2 separate regions of the Macaca mulatta genome follow, and region 2 is linked to region 1. Evidence: chromatin contacts called from public Hi-C data. All regions are on one chromosome and are shown on one strand. Each heading gives the region's core, a stretch centred on a gene start, on an enhancer-like site or on the middle of the called end of the contact. The rest is flanking DNA. Distances are from core to core; before and after follow the strand shown. Region 1 holds the start of PSPC1 (paraspeckle component 1). Region 2 holds the start of LOC144336132.

Region 1 (6,190 bases), core at 1,630-4,129:
GCGCGATCTCGGCTCACTGCAAGCTCCGCCTCCCGGGTTCACGCCATTCTCCTGCCTCAGCCTCCTGAGTAGCTGGAACTACAGGCGCCTGCAACCACGCCCGGCTAATTTTTTTGTATTTTTAGTAGAGACGGGGTTTCACCGTGTTAGCCTGGATGGTCTCGATCTCCTGACTTTGTGATCCGCCCGCCTCAGCCTCCCAAAGTGCTGGGATTACAGGCATGAGCCACCGCGCCCGGCCAAAAAAGATAACTTTTGCATAAAAATGTTCACCAAATGGCGAGCTGTTTATCTAATGTCCAAAAAATAAAGAAATGCATTTATAATATTCAAAATGTAATGATTATTTAACCCGAATTTTAAGGAAATTTCCCTATTTCATTATTATTAGCAGTTGTGAATATTTGCCCTTCTCTTGAAGCCGCTTACATGTTGAAATGTTTGCCCTAAAAAATAGTCTCTTGGCTGGGTGCCCTGGCTCATCTTTGAAATCCCAGCACTTTGGTAGGCCGAGGCGGGTGGAGCACGAGGTCAAGAGGGCGAGACCATCCTGGCCAACATGGGTGAAACCCCGTCTCTACCAAAAATACAAAAATCAGCTGGTCGTGGTCGCATGCGCCCGTAGTCCCAGCTGGGAGGCTGAGGCAGGAGAATCGCTTGAACCCGGTAGGTGGAGGATGCAGTGAGCCAAGATCCCGCCACTGCACTCCAACCTGGTGACAGAGCAAGATTTCGTCTCAAAAAAACAGTATCTTAAAGGTTTTAGAAGTACATTAATTTTTTAAAAAAGAAAAAAAGTAATAAAAATACAGTACCACGTAACTACAATTTTCTCTACATATTAAGATTTTGTATCGTCCAGACAGAGAACCCAATTTTTAAAGTCAAAGCTCCAGGCTGGGCACAGTGGCTCACCCTGTAATTCCAGCACTTTGGGAGGCCAAGACGGGAGGATCTCTTGAGCCCAGGAATTCGAAAGCAATCTGGGCAACATGGCGAAACGCTGCCTCTACAAAAAAATCACAAAAATTAGGCGGGCTTGGGGGTGCATGACTGTAGTCCCAGCTACTCGGGAGGCTGAGGCAGGAGAACTGCTTGAGCCCAGGAGCTGAGATCACGCCACTGTACTCTACCTAGGGTGATAGCGCGAGACCCTGTCTCAAAAAAAAAAAAAAGGCGTAAACCTTCGCTATTTTTGTTTTGTTTTGTGATCTCAGCTCACTGCAGCCTCTGCCTCAGCCTCCCAAGTAACTGAGACTACAGGCGTGCACCACCACGCCCAGCTAATTTTTGTATTTTTAGTAGAGATGGAGTTTGGCCAGGCTTGTTCAAATTTTTAAAAAATATAAAGGAATCACAATTTTTGCATAAATTATTGGAAAACTTTTCAAAATTTAGATTACAAGAGAGTAAGCTATATTACTCTGATACTAGGGTATGTATCAGTAATTTATGAAGTACTACTGTGTATCATCTATTCTCCCCCTATAAAAACGTGGAACTCTCCAGGATGTTTGGTAGAGAAACACTGTATTAGACACATAAAATTAAACACCGTCCCATTACCGCAGATTAAACGGTGTTACTTGAGTACAGAGTTTGGGCACCTAAGCAGTTTGAGGTAAAAAGCAGGCTGCACTGAGGTGAGAAATCAAGAGTGGGAGTCCAAGGCAGGAGGATCGCTCGTGCCCAGGAGTTCGAGACTAGCCTGGTCAACACGGCGAGACCCCATTTCTATTAAAATAAATAAATTTAATTTAGAAATAAAGTGGTCTACCCTTAAACGCATATAGGTGTCGTTGAAACCAAGGATGGGATGTGAATAACCGTCTAAGAAGCAAGTCTCCCGGATAGACCCTCACCAGTGATTCGTCTGGTGCGACTCAAGCTTCCGTTCCAAATTGACGTTCACTTCGTTTCTATTATGGCACAATTTTTGCCTTGAAGAATTCTCATCCCAAAACGCCGCCCGCCCCTGCCCCCGGGCCCTTTCGGTACCCGGGCAACGGGGAACCCCGGAGCGCTCGCGGCCTGAGCAGAGCGCACCGTGCCCGGGCCAGCGCCGGGCAGCAGGCCCGCAGCCACCGCAAGCACGACCGGCGCGCGGCGGAAAACGGCGGCCACCGAGAGCGCAGGAAATCCCGGGACCGCGAACTCGAAACCCGAGGGGAAGCGGCCAATCCCGCCCAGGGGAATCGGCGAGGCCGAGCGGCGCCACGGTTGCCACAGCTCACGGAGACGGCGTCCTAGGACGAGGGGGGCCTCAGCCCACGGCCCCGCGGCCGCCCCGGCAGCCCTTTTGTTCCCTCGCGCGGGCGGCCTGACACTCACCAGGCGGATGAAGCCGAAGCCACGGTCCCGGTTGATGAAGACTTCGCTGGGCTCGCCATAGCGTTCGAAGAGCCTCTTGAAGTCCTCCTCCGTGATGTCGGTGGGCAGGTTCCCCACGAAGAGGCGGCAGCGCTGCGTGTACGTCTTCTCGCCCGGCTTGAGGAAACTCTTGATGTCGATAGTGAACCCCAGCTCCTCGTCCGGGTGGTCCTCCGGCGGCGCGGCCGCGGGCGGTGCCGGCTCCCCGGCAAGCGCGAGCGCCATGGCTGCCGCGGCCGCCGGCTCGCTCTCGCCCGCCGCGGACTCCAGGGCGCGAAGGCGGGCCGGGTTTTTCTCAATGCGCACTTGCTTCAGGTTTCCTCTTAACATCATCTTAGGGAGTTCGCCTCGGACGCCGGATACAGGCCTAGATTTCTATATAGCGTGTCTGTATATATGTATACGTCTCTAGATAAACCTATGGCAACAAAATATCGACAATCAAGAGACCGCTATGGAGACGAGTCGGCAACTCGTCCTCCACCGACTCACACCCGCGGCAGCCGCACATTCAAAATGGCGCTGCCACAAACTGCAGTTGGAAGAAGAGACGCCGGCGCAAGCCCCGCCCCTCCGCCAAAGCCGGCGCCGGAATGACGCGCCTGCGCATTTCCAGGGACCAAAAAGGACCGTTGACTCGGACTGCGCATGCGCACAACATTGCGCGTGCACTCGACAAACCTCCTCCCGGGACGGGGAAGAGGTCCCTTTCCATCCTGCTAAAATAGCAGACTGTTGTTGGCTGTACTCGTGGGACAAATCATGTGATGTGTGCAGCAGTGTGTGAAAATACAATGATTTGGGTAAACATCCTTACCCTTTTAGATATCAAGCTCAATTTTCTGTTTGTTTTGTTTTGTTTTTGGAGACGGAGTCTCGCTCTGTGGCCCAGGCTGGAGTGAGCGGCGCCATCTTGGCTCACTGCAAGCTCCGCCCCCCGGGTTCCCGCCATTCTCCTGCCTCAGCCTCCCGAGTAGCTGGGACCACAGGCGCCGCCACCACGCCCGGCTCTTAATTTTTTTTTTTTTTTTTTTTTTTGTATTTTTAGTAGGGACAGGGTTTCACCGTGTTAGCCAGGATGGTCTCGATCTCCCGACCTCGTGATCCGCCCGTCTCGGCCTCCCAAAGTGCTGGGATTACAGGCGTGAGCCACAGCGCCCAGCCCAAAATGTTCTTTATAAATAAAATACCTATTTATAATAAATGTGTTCCCCTGAGTTGTTTTTTTTTTTTTCAGACGGAATCTCGCTCTGTCGCCCAGGCTGGAGTGCAGTGGCGCGATCTCGGCTCACTGCACCCTCTGCCTCCCAGGTTTAAGCAAGCCTCTGCCTCAGCTTCCTGAGTAGCTGGGACTACAGGCATGCACCACCACGCTCGCCTAATTTTTGTATTTTTAGTAGAGATGGGGTTTCTCCATGTTGGTCAGGTTGGTCTCAAACTCCCTACCTCGGGTGATCTGCCTGAGATTACAGGTGTGAGCCACCGCACCTGGCCAAAAAAAAAAAAATTTTTTTTAATTAGCAGGCATCGTGGCATGTACCTGTAGTCCTAGCTACTAAAGAGGCTGAGGTGGGAGGATAGCTTGAGCCCAGGAGGTCCAGGCTGCAGTCAACGAGAATTGCAGTCAACTAGGATTGCGTGAAAGCACTCTGGCTTGAATGACAGAGACAGACTCAGGGAAAAATGTGTTTGCTTGGGGGAACTCAGCATAACCCGTTTGTCCAGATTCTTCGTGTCTCTGTGTAGCATTCCCTTCCTCTGTGTATCAGGCAGGACCCATGTCACATAAGGGTCTATGACCTACTTTCAGAAGAAGTAAGTCAGAGAGTAATCTTTCTCAATTTCATGGCTTGCTTTAGGAGAGAAATAGTGGGGTCGGGGAGTGGGGAGGTAGGCAGGTGGGAGGATAGAGAGGCAGGAGAAGGTCAGAGAGAGACCATCTTGCTTTTGAGGCACTCCTGCCTCCTTCAGCTAAAAAACCACCAGAATGCCAATGTGCCATACTTAGGGGTACTGTGTTATAAGCCCCAGTAACTGCTTTTGTCTCTAGCAAAACAAAACAAAATACTCTCTAGGGAAATGCAGCAGATTCCTTCCAAGTTTAAGATATGGATTCTGTGAAAGAAAAAATTATGACTGGCAATTAAAAAATGAAGGCAGAGGCCAGGTGCAGTGGCTCACTCCTGTAATCCCAGCACTTTGGGAAGCCAAGGCGAGCAGATCACAAGGTCAGGAGTTCGAGACCAACCTGACCAACATGGACAAACCCTACCTCTATTAAAAATACAAAATTAGCTGGGCGTGGTGGTGCGTGCCTGCAATCTCAGCTACTCCGGAGGCTGAAGCAGGAGAATCGCTTGAACCCAGGAGGTGGAGGTTGTGGTGAGCCGAGATCATGCCATTCAACGCCAGCCTGGGCAACAACAGCGAAACTCTGTCTCAAAAAAAAAAAAAAAAAAAAAAAAATAGAATGCAGAGAGACTACCCCACTGCCAGAAAAAAAAACTGTTTCAGTGGTATTTGTTAAGGTACATCAGGTGGCCAAGTGCGGTGGCTCACGCCTGGAATCGCAGCACTTTGGGAGGTCCAGGCAGGCGGATCACTTGAGGTCAGGAGTTCAAGACCAGCCTGGCCAACATGGCAAAACCCTGTCTCTACTAAAAATACAAAAAATTAGCCAGGCGTGGTGGTGGGCACCTGTAGTCCCAGCTACTCGGGAGGCTGAGGCAGGAGAATCGCGTGAACCTGGGAGTGGAGGTTGCAGTGAGCCGGATTGTGCCACTGCACTCCAGCCTGTACGACAGAGCAAGACTCTGTCAATAATAAATAAATAAATAAAAATTTAAAAAGCACATCAGGAAGACTTTACTCAGGACTATGGAGATCAGTATAGGAACTACTGCAATGGGGTCTTGCAGCTGGAAGGATTGGGCTAAATTCTGAATCCAGCACAGGCAAGTGGGAATTTATAGCCAAGGAGCAGGGCAGGAGTGAGTGAGAAGAATCACTGAGAGGAAACATCGGGATGAGGAAGATTCTGTCTAGACCAACCTACCAGAATTTTTGCGAAAAACGGGCCAGGGTGACCAGACCCTGGGAGGAGGGTGAAGGATGAGGATCCTAAGTGCGGGAAATTCTTTTTTTTTTTTTTGAGACGGAGTCTCGCTCTGTAGCCCAGGCTGGAGTGCAGTGGCCGGATCTCAGCTCACTGCAAGCTCCGCCTCCCGGGTTCACGCCATTCTCCAGCCTCAGCCTCCCGAGTAGCTGGGACTACAGGCGCCCGCCACCTCGCCCGGCTAGTTTTTTTTTTTGTATTTCTTAGTAGAGACGGGGTTTCACCGTGTTAGCCAGGATGGTCTCGATCTCCTGACCTCGTGATCCACCCGTCTCGGCCTCCCAAAGTGCTGGGATTACAGGCTTGAGTCACTGTGCCTGGCCCGGTCAACAATTTTTAACAAGGATGTCAAGATCATTCATTAGGGAAAGACCAGTTTTTTCAGCAAATGGTGCTGGCAAAACTGGAGATACATGTTCAAAAGAATGAAGTTGGGCCCTTATTATACACCACATACACAACTCAAAAGGTGTCAAATGCCTAAGTGTAAGAGCTAAAACTATAAAACTCTGAAGAAAACATAGGGCAAAATCTTCATGACTTGGATTTGGCAATGATTTGGATATGACGCCAAAAACAAGGACAACAAAAGGGAAAATAGACAATCTGGACTTCCTCAAAATTGAAACCCTGAAGTGGGTGCAGCGGTTCACTCCTGTAATCCCAGGTACTCAAGAGGTTGAAGTGGGAGAATTGCTTGAGCCT
Region 2 (6,190 bases), core at 1,815-4,314, 150 kb before region 1:
CCAGGCTGGAGTGGAGTGGTGCGATCTCAGTTCAAGCTATTCTCCCGCCTTTGCCTCCCCAGTAGCTGGGATTACAGGTGTGCACCACCATGCCTGGGTAATTTTTGTATTTTTAGTAGAAACGGGGTTTCACCATGTTAACCAGGCTGATCTCAAACTCCTGACCTCAGGTGATCCACCTACCTGGGACCTCCCAAAGTGCTGGGATTACAGGCGTGAGCCATCACACCTGGCCCATAACTGGACTTTTTTGATCTTCCTCTCCAAAACCTGCTTTACCACCGTGTTCCTTAAACAACAAAAAGATAACACCTGCTGCCATACAGTACTTAAACTAGAAACTTAGGAATCATCCTTACCTCTGCTCTCTCCTGCCATGTCAAATTATTAACCAAGTATTCTTGATTTTGCTTCATAAATAGCTCCCGGACTGAGCTGGTCTCGGCATTTCCTGAGGCCTCCCCAGCCAAGCCGAACTGTGAGTGAATTAAACCTGTTTCCTTTTTTTTTTTTTTTTTTTTGAGACAGAGTGTCGCTCTGTAGCCCAGGCTGGAGTGCAGTGGCCGGATCTCAGCTCACTGCAAGCTCCGCCTCCCGGGTTCACGCCATTCTCCGGCCTCAGCCTCCCGAGTAGCTGGGACTACAGGCGCTGCCACCTCGCCCGGCTATTTTTTGTATTTCTTAGTAGAGACGGGGTTTCACCGTGTTAGCCAGGATGGTCTCGATCTCCTGACCTCGTGATCCGCCCATCTCGGCCTCCCAAAGTGCTGGGATTACAGGCTTGAGCCACCGCGCCCGGCCAAACCTGTTTCCTTTATAAGTTACCCAGTCTCTGGCAGTTCTTTATAGCAGTATGAAGAAGGACTAATACAGGATCTTACTCTGTGTCATCGAGGCTGGAGTGCAGTGGTGCTCAGGCAAGCCACAATCCTCCTGCCTCAGCCTCCAAATAGCTGGGACTACAGGTGCGTGCCACCACGCCCAGCTAGTTTTTTTGTTTTGTTTTTTTTATCTTTGTAGAGATGGGGTCTCACTATATTGCCCAGGCTGGTCTTGAACCCCTGGCCTCAAGGTCTCAGGTGATCCTCCACCTCAGCCTCCCAAATCACTCACTGGGATTGGGATTACAGGTATGAGTCACTGTGCCTGACAGACAGATATATATATATATATATATTTTTTTTTTTTTTTTGAGACAAGGTCACACTCTGTCCCCCAGGTTGGAGTGCAGTGCAGTGGTGCAATCTCAGGTCACTGCAACCTCTGCCTCCCAGACTCAATGGATCCTCCTACCTCAACCTCACGAGTAGCTGGGGCCACTGGCATGCACCACCACAAAAAATTGGCATGCCCAATTTTTTGTATTTTTGGTAGAGACAGTTTTGCCACATTGCTCAGCCTGGTCACGTACTCCTGAGCACAGATGATCCTCCCACCTCAGCCTCCCAAAGTTCTGGGATTACAGGTATGAGCCACCAGGCCTGGCCTTATGTATTTTTTAATTGAAAATTTTATCATGAATATATGTACTTAAATTTTATTTAAAAACACATAAAAGCAGAGAATAGTATAATAAACCCATTAAGATTTAAAATATTTTAAATGTTGCCATGTTTTTCATCTCAAATTGTTATAAATCTAGAACAATCTTCTCCTCCCTCTTTTACCTTTAATTGGAAGAAACAGTCAGTTGTCCAATAGGATATCCCACATTCTGGATTTGTCTGATTTGTTTCCTTTTCTTCTTTCCCTTTTCTTCTTTCCTGTAACTGGAAATTACACTTAAAGGCCTGAGCATATTAAGGATCAACATTTCTGTCAACAGAAAGCATACAGTCTGGTTGTTCCACTTTTAGTAATGCTAACATTGATCAGTGGACTTTCAAATGTGAAGCTAGATTTCCCCTACAACCAACAAGTAATCTGTGGATCAATAGTGCCTTGTGAATATCCAGTTCCTCATCACCCTTTCCTATAATGCTTTGTTCCCTAGATCTTGTGCACACATTATTGTGATTTTTCTAATTCCAACTTTTCTTCTATATTTATCTGGAATTCTGTAAAAATGAGCTGTCTCCCATCAACTAATTATATGGGTAATATTTTTACAGTTTTAAAATACCTAATTGTTAGTATTGGTGTGTGTCTTCCTGGGACTCCTTCCTGTGGGTCCTAGGAAGGCATACTCCGCTCTGCTGATCTTTGTATTTGTTACTAATGCCTTCTGTAGTGATGGTACATAGGATGCATTTAATAAGCTCAACAGTATATCATCAAGTACTATCCTATTAAAGCTGAGTGAAACAAAATATATCATTGAGTCAACTCGAAGATCTGGTGATTCTCTGCGAAAGGATTTGCCGGACTATAGATTATGCTTCAGTTAAAGCTCAGAGACTTGACAATGAGGCTTATCTTACAAATTAAGTCCAGTGTTCAAAGAAACAAAAACAGAGAGTTTGATGCCATAAAGATTTCAGTTGCATATCCGAAATTCAAAGTGAGAAAAACACATTATCCTTAAGTGTATCTTCCTAGCAGTTTTTCGCTAACTTTGGGTGGCGTAATTTTTGTCAACTCTTCGCAACGTGAACAAATACTTTTCATCACGTCCTTCTCCGATATTTTCAACGAAAACGCAAAGGGCGCTAGAACTTGAAAAACGGATGCTTTTTGGGCCGCTACGTTTCCTTGTCTTTAAACAACACTTATTAAAATACACGAACACTGTGAGTTATGTTTGATTGGATCATCCACACGTGCTAAACCTACCAAAATCCTATATGACTTCTGGGAGGCCGGTCCGCTCGGCTGGGGTTTCCGCAGCAGCGGGGTTCCCGTTCCTAGAAAGTCCGCGGCTCCGGCCCTCCCGGCGCCCGCACCTGAGGCTTCCTCGCCGGGGGATCAGGCACTGTCAGCTCCTCCGGGCCGCCCTCCGCCCTGGGAGCCCTCCGCCCGCACGACCCTCCTCCTCCCCAGCGTCGCCCGCCTCGCCCGCTCCCCTCCCATCCTCGACCTTTTCCGCCACAGCTACCCGCCGTCTCGACGCTCTTCCGCCCGGGGCGCCCTCCCTGCCCCGCCCACCTGCTTCCCGCGGGCTCCGCGTAGCTGCGCCGCGCCCGCCTTTCCACGACTGGCTTCTGTTCCTGTCACTCTAGGGTCCGAGCCCGCCATTGGTCGGCTTCCGTTACGCCGCCGATGTGGAGTAGGGCCGAGCGCGGAACGCGAGGGGCTGCTGGGGTGTGTGTGTCGCAGCGGGTTTTCCACGGCGGTTTGCGGAGCTGCCGGGATGGAGCCGGTTGCGGAGGGAGCGAGTGTGACCGCAGTCCCTATGACAGCTGCCGACAGCACTGAGGAGTTGGCCGAAGTCGAAGGAGTTGGAGTCGTGGGCGAGGATAATGACGCAGCCGCGAGAGGAGCGGAGGCCTTTGGCGACAGCGAGGAGGACGGCGAGGATGTGTTCGAGGTGGAGAAGATCCTGGACATGAAGACCGAGGGGGTACGTGGGGGGGCCCCGGCGCGGGATGGGCGGGGAGCTGCGGGCCCGACGGGGAGGACGCGAGCTGGAAACAGCGCGGGCGGACCCAAAACAGGGGCAGGGGAGGAATGTGAGAGTTGAGTGCAAGCACGCGAAATCGTGGGAAAAGCGAAGTGACGTTTCCGAGTGCACGCTTAGGACCGAGTCTGGGAGGGAAGCTTCAGCGAATTTTGCAGGATCGCTTTGGCCTAAGAGACGAAGCAGTCTGGGATGTGGTGTGTGGTGATCACAAGGCTGCAGGCAGCTGGTGAAGGACTTCTGTAGTCGCCAGTATTGGGGCATGTGGTTGGAGCTGCTGCCCTTTGGAGTGATGAGATAGTGAAGTAATGCTTCTCGTCATGGTCCACTGTCCTCGCCATCGCTGCAGTGGTTTCCAAAACCTTAACTGACTCCCTGGTTTAAAATCTTCCGGAATTTTCATTTGCCCTCGGAGTAAAATCTCAATCTTACCCAGAGGGTGGCATTGAAAGGCCTTCATAAGCTGATCAGCATCATCCCTCCCTCCCCTATGCGTTGTATAGATCGCAGCCACACAGACATACTTGAAATTCATCACACCATGCCTTGGTGTTTCCTGTTCTCCTGGCCTGGACAGTTCTCTGCCCTCTTCTTCTGGTGAAATCTCACTCCATCTTCCAAGGCCTCGGGGTGTAGTTCTCTGGGAAAGCGTTTTCTGACCCTAACCTCTGCAGAGGGAGGAGCTTCTCATCTCTGCCCTTTTTACTTTTTGTATTGACCTCTGTGAAGGCATGTAAGCCATTCTCGTTCTTTCTCTGTCTCTCCTGCTTTATGTGGGCTCCTTTAATCCAAGGGGAAACATGGACAATAAGAAAATAATCTGTTTCAGTAGATGGATGTGAGGTACCCAAAGGGCCCCACAGTGGTCATTCTCTATGTTGTGTTCTTTTCATTGTCTCTTATTTCCCATTGGTCATATGCTGCCTTGTGTCATTTTTTTGCCTATTCATTCAGCAGTTTTTAAATCAACTACTGTATGCCAGGTGCTGTGTTAGGTCCGGACAATATTGAGATTAATTGAAGCATACACAGTTGCTAACGGGGGAAACTTTTCCTGTCTGTGGGGAGTTATGTAATTAAGATCTGATGTCATTAATATTGTTAATTGCAATAAAGATGGAAATGTTTTATGTATAATTTCTCCAAATATATTGTAAGCACCTTGAGGTGAAAGGAGGAGCCACTGTTAGACTATTTTGTATCACTTGCATTTAACACAATACTAGGCATGCAGGAGGTATTTGAAAAACATTTGGCTAGGGCCGGGCGCAGTGGCTCATGCCTGTAATCCTAGCACTTTGGGAGGCTGAGGCGGGCAGATCACGAGGTCAGGGGTTCGAAACCAGCCTGGCCAACATGGTGAAACCCTGTCTCTACTAAAATACAAAAAAATACAAAAATTAGCTGGGCGAGGTAGCGAGCGCCAGTAATCCCAGCTACTCAGGAGGCTGAGGCAGGAGAATTGCTTGAACCCCAGAGGCGGAGGTTGCAGTAAAACGAGATTGTGCCACTGCCCTCCAGCCTGGGCGATGCCCTCCAGCCTGGGCGACAGAGGGAGACTCCATCTCAAAAAAAAAAAAAAAAAAAATTGGCTACAAGGATAAAAATCTTTAGAATTAAGATGATTCTCATTCATACAGTGTTTAATTTTGCCAGCCTCAAAGATTGTAAGCATTGTGTACCTAAAGCCTCACCAGTCTAAAGAGGGTGAAACTAAGAAACTTATATGTGTAAGGCAATTAGGCTTTAGTGCTGTGAGTTAAAATTCAAGTTCTTGCATTTTTAGGTGCTCTTGTGAAGGAGTGATTTATAAGATTAAAGGTGGTCGGGCGCGGTGGCTCAAGCCTGTAATCCCAGTACTTTGGGAGGCCGAGACGGGCGGATCACGAGGTCAGGAGATCGAGACCATCCTGGCTAACACGGTGAAACCCCGTCTCTACTAAAAAATACAAAAAAACTAGCCGGGCGAGATGGCGGGCGCCTGTAGTCCCAGCTGCTCGAGAGGCTGAGGCAGGAGAATGGCGGGAACCCGGGAGGCGGAGCTTGCAGTGAGCTGAGATCCGGCCACTGCACTCCAGCCCGGGCAACAGAGCGAGACTCCGTCTCAAAAAAAAAAAAAAAAAAAAAAAGATTGAAGGTGATATGGCTTGGCTGTGTCCCCACCCAGAGTCTCATCTTGTTGTATTCCCCATAATCCCCACGTGTCAAGGGCGGGACCAGGTGGAGGTAGGATCATGGGAATGGTTTCTCCCATGCTGTTCTTGTGATAGTGAGTCTCAATCTGGTGGTTTTATAAGCGTCTGGCATTTCCCCTGCTTGCACTCACTCGATCCTGCCACCCTGTGAAGAAGGTGCCTGCTTCTCCTTTGCCTTCCACCATGATTATAAGTTTCCTGAGGCCTCCCCGGCCATGCTGAACTGAGTCAATTAAGCCTCTTTCCTCTATAAATTACCCAGTCTCGGGTATTTCTTCGTAGCAGTATGAAAATGGACTAATACAAAAGGTGTTTAGCGGAACAGGACTATGGCAGTTTTCTCTTCACTGCTGAGTGAACCAGCCGGTTAGTTAGCCACGTAGCCATTGACAAACTTAAGGGCCCTGCTAGCGGTTTGTTAGGCCTCCTTATAGTCTAG

Evidence for each region. A called contact is a pair of places that touch in the nucleus more often than the background predicts.
Region 2: a contact with region 1 is called in a Hi-C map of fetal cortex germinal zone, with 2.1 times the contacts expected there. The contact joins the promoter of LOC144336132 here to the promoter of PSPC1 in region 1. A contact is called at or near these places in 2 of 14 Hi-C or Micro-C datasets (fetal cortex germinal zone and liver).

Annotation. Positions count from the first base shown.
Region 1 is chr17:1,968,618-1,974,807 of T2T-MMU8v2.0, reverse strand. PSPC1 (paraspeckle component 1) reads right to left here and starts at 2,879. Exons shown (of 9, transcript NM_001257902.1): 1 at 2,332-2,879. The coding sequence starts at 2,703.
Region 2 is chr17:2,114,291-2,120,480 of T2T-MMU8v2.0, reverse strand. LOC144336132 reads right to left here and starts at 3,064. Exons shown (of 3, transcript XM_077973763.1): 1 at 2,773-3,064; 2 at 1,668-1,769. MPHOSPH8 (M-phase phosphoprotein 8) reads left to right here and starts at 3,187. Exons shown (of 13, transcript XM_077973749.1): 1 at 3,187-3,499. The coding sequence starts at 3,290.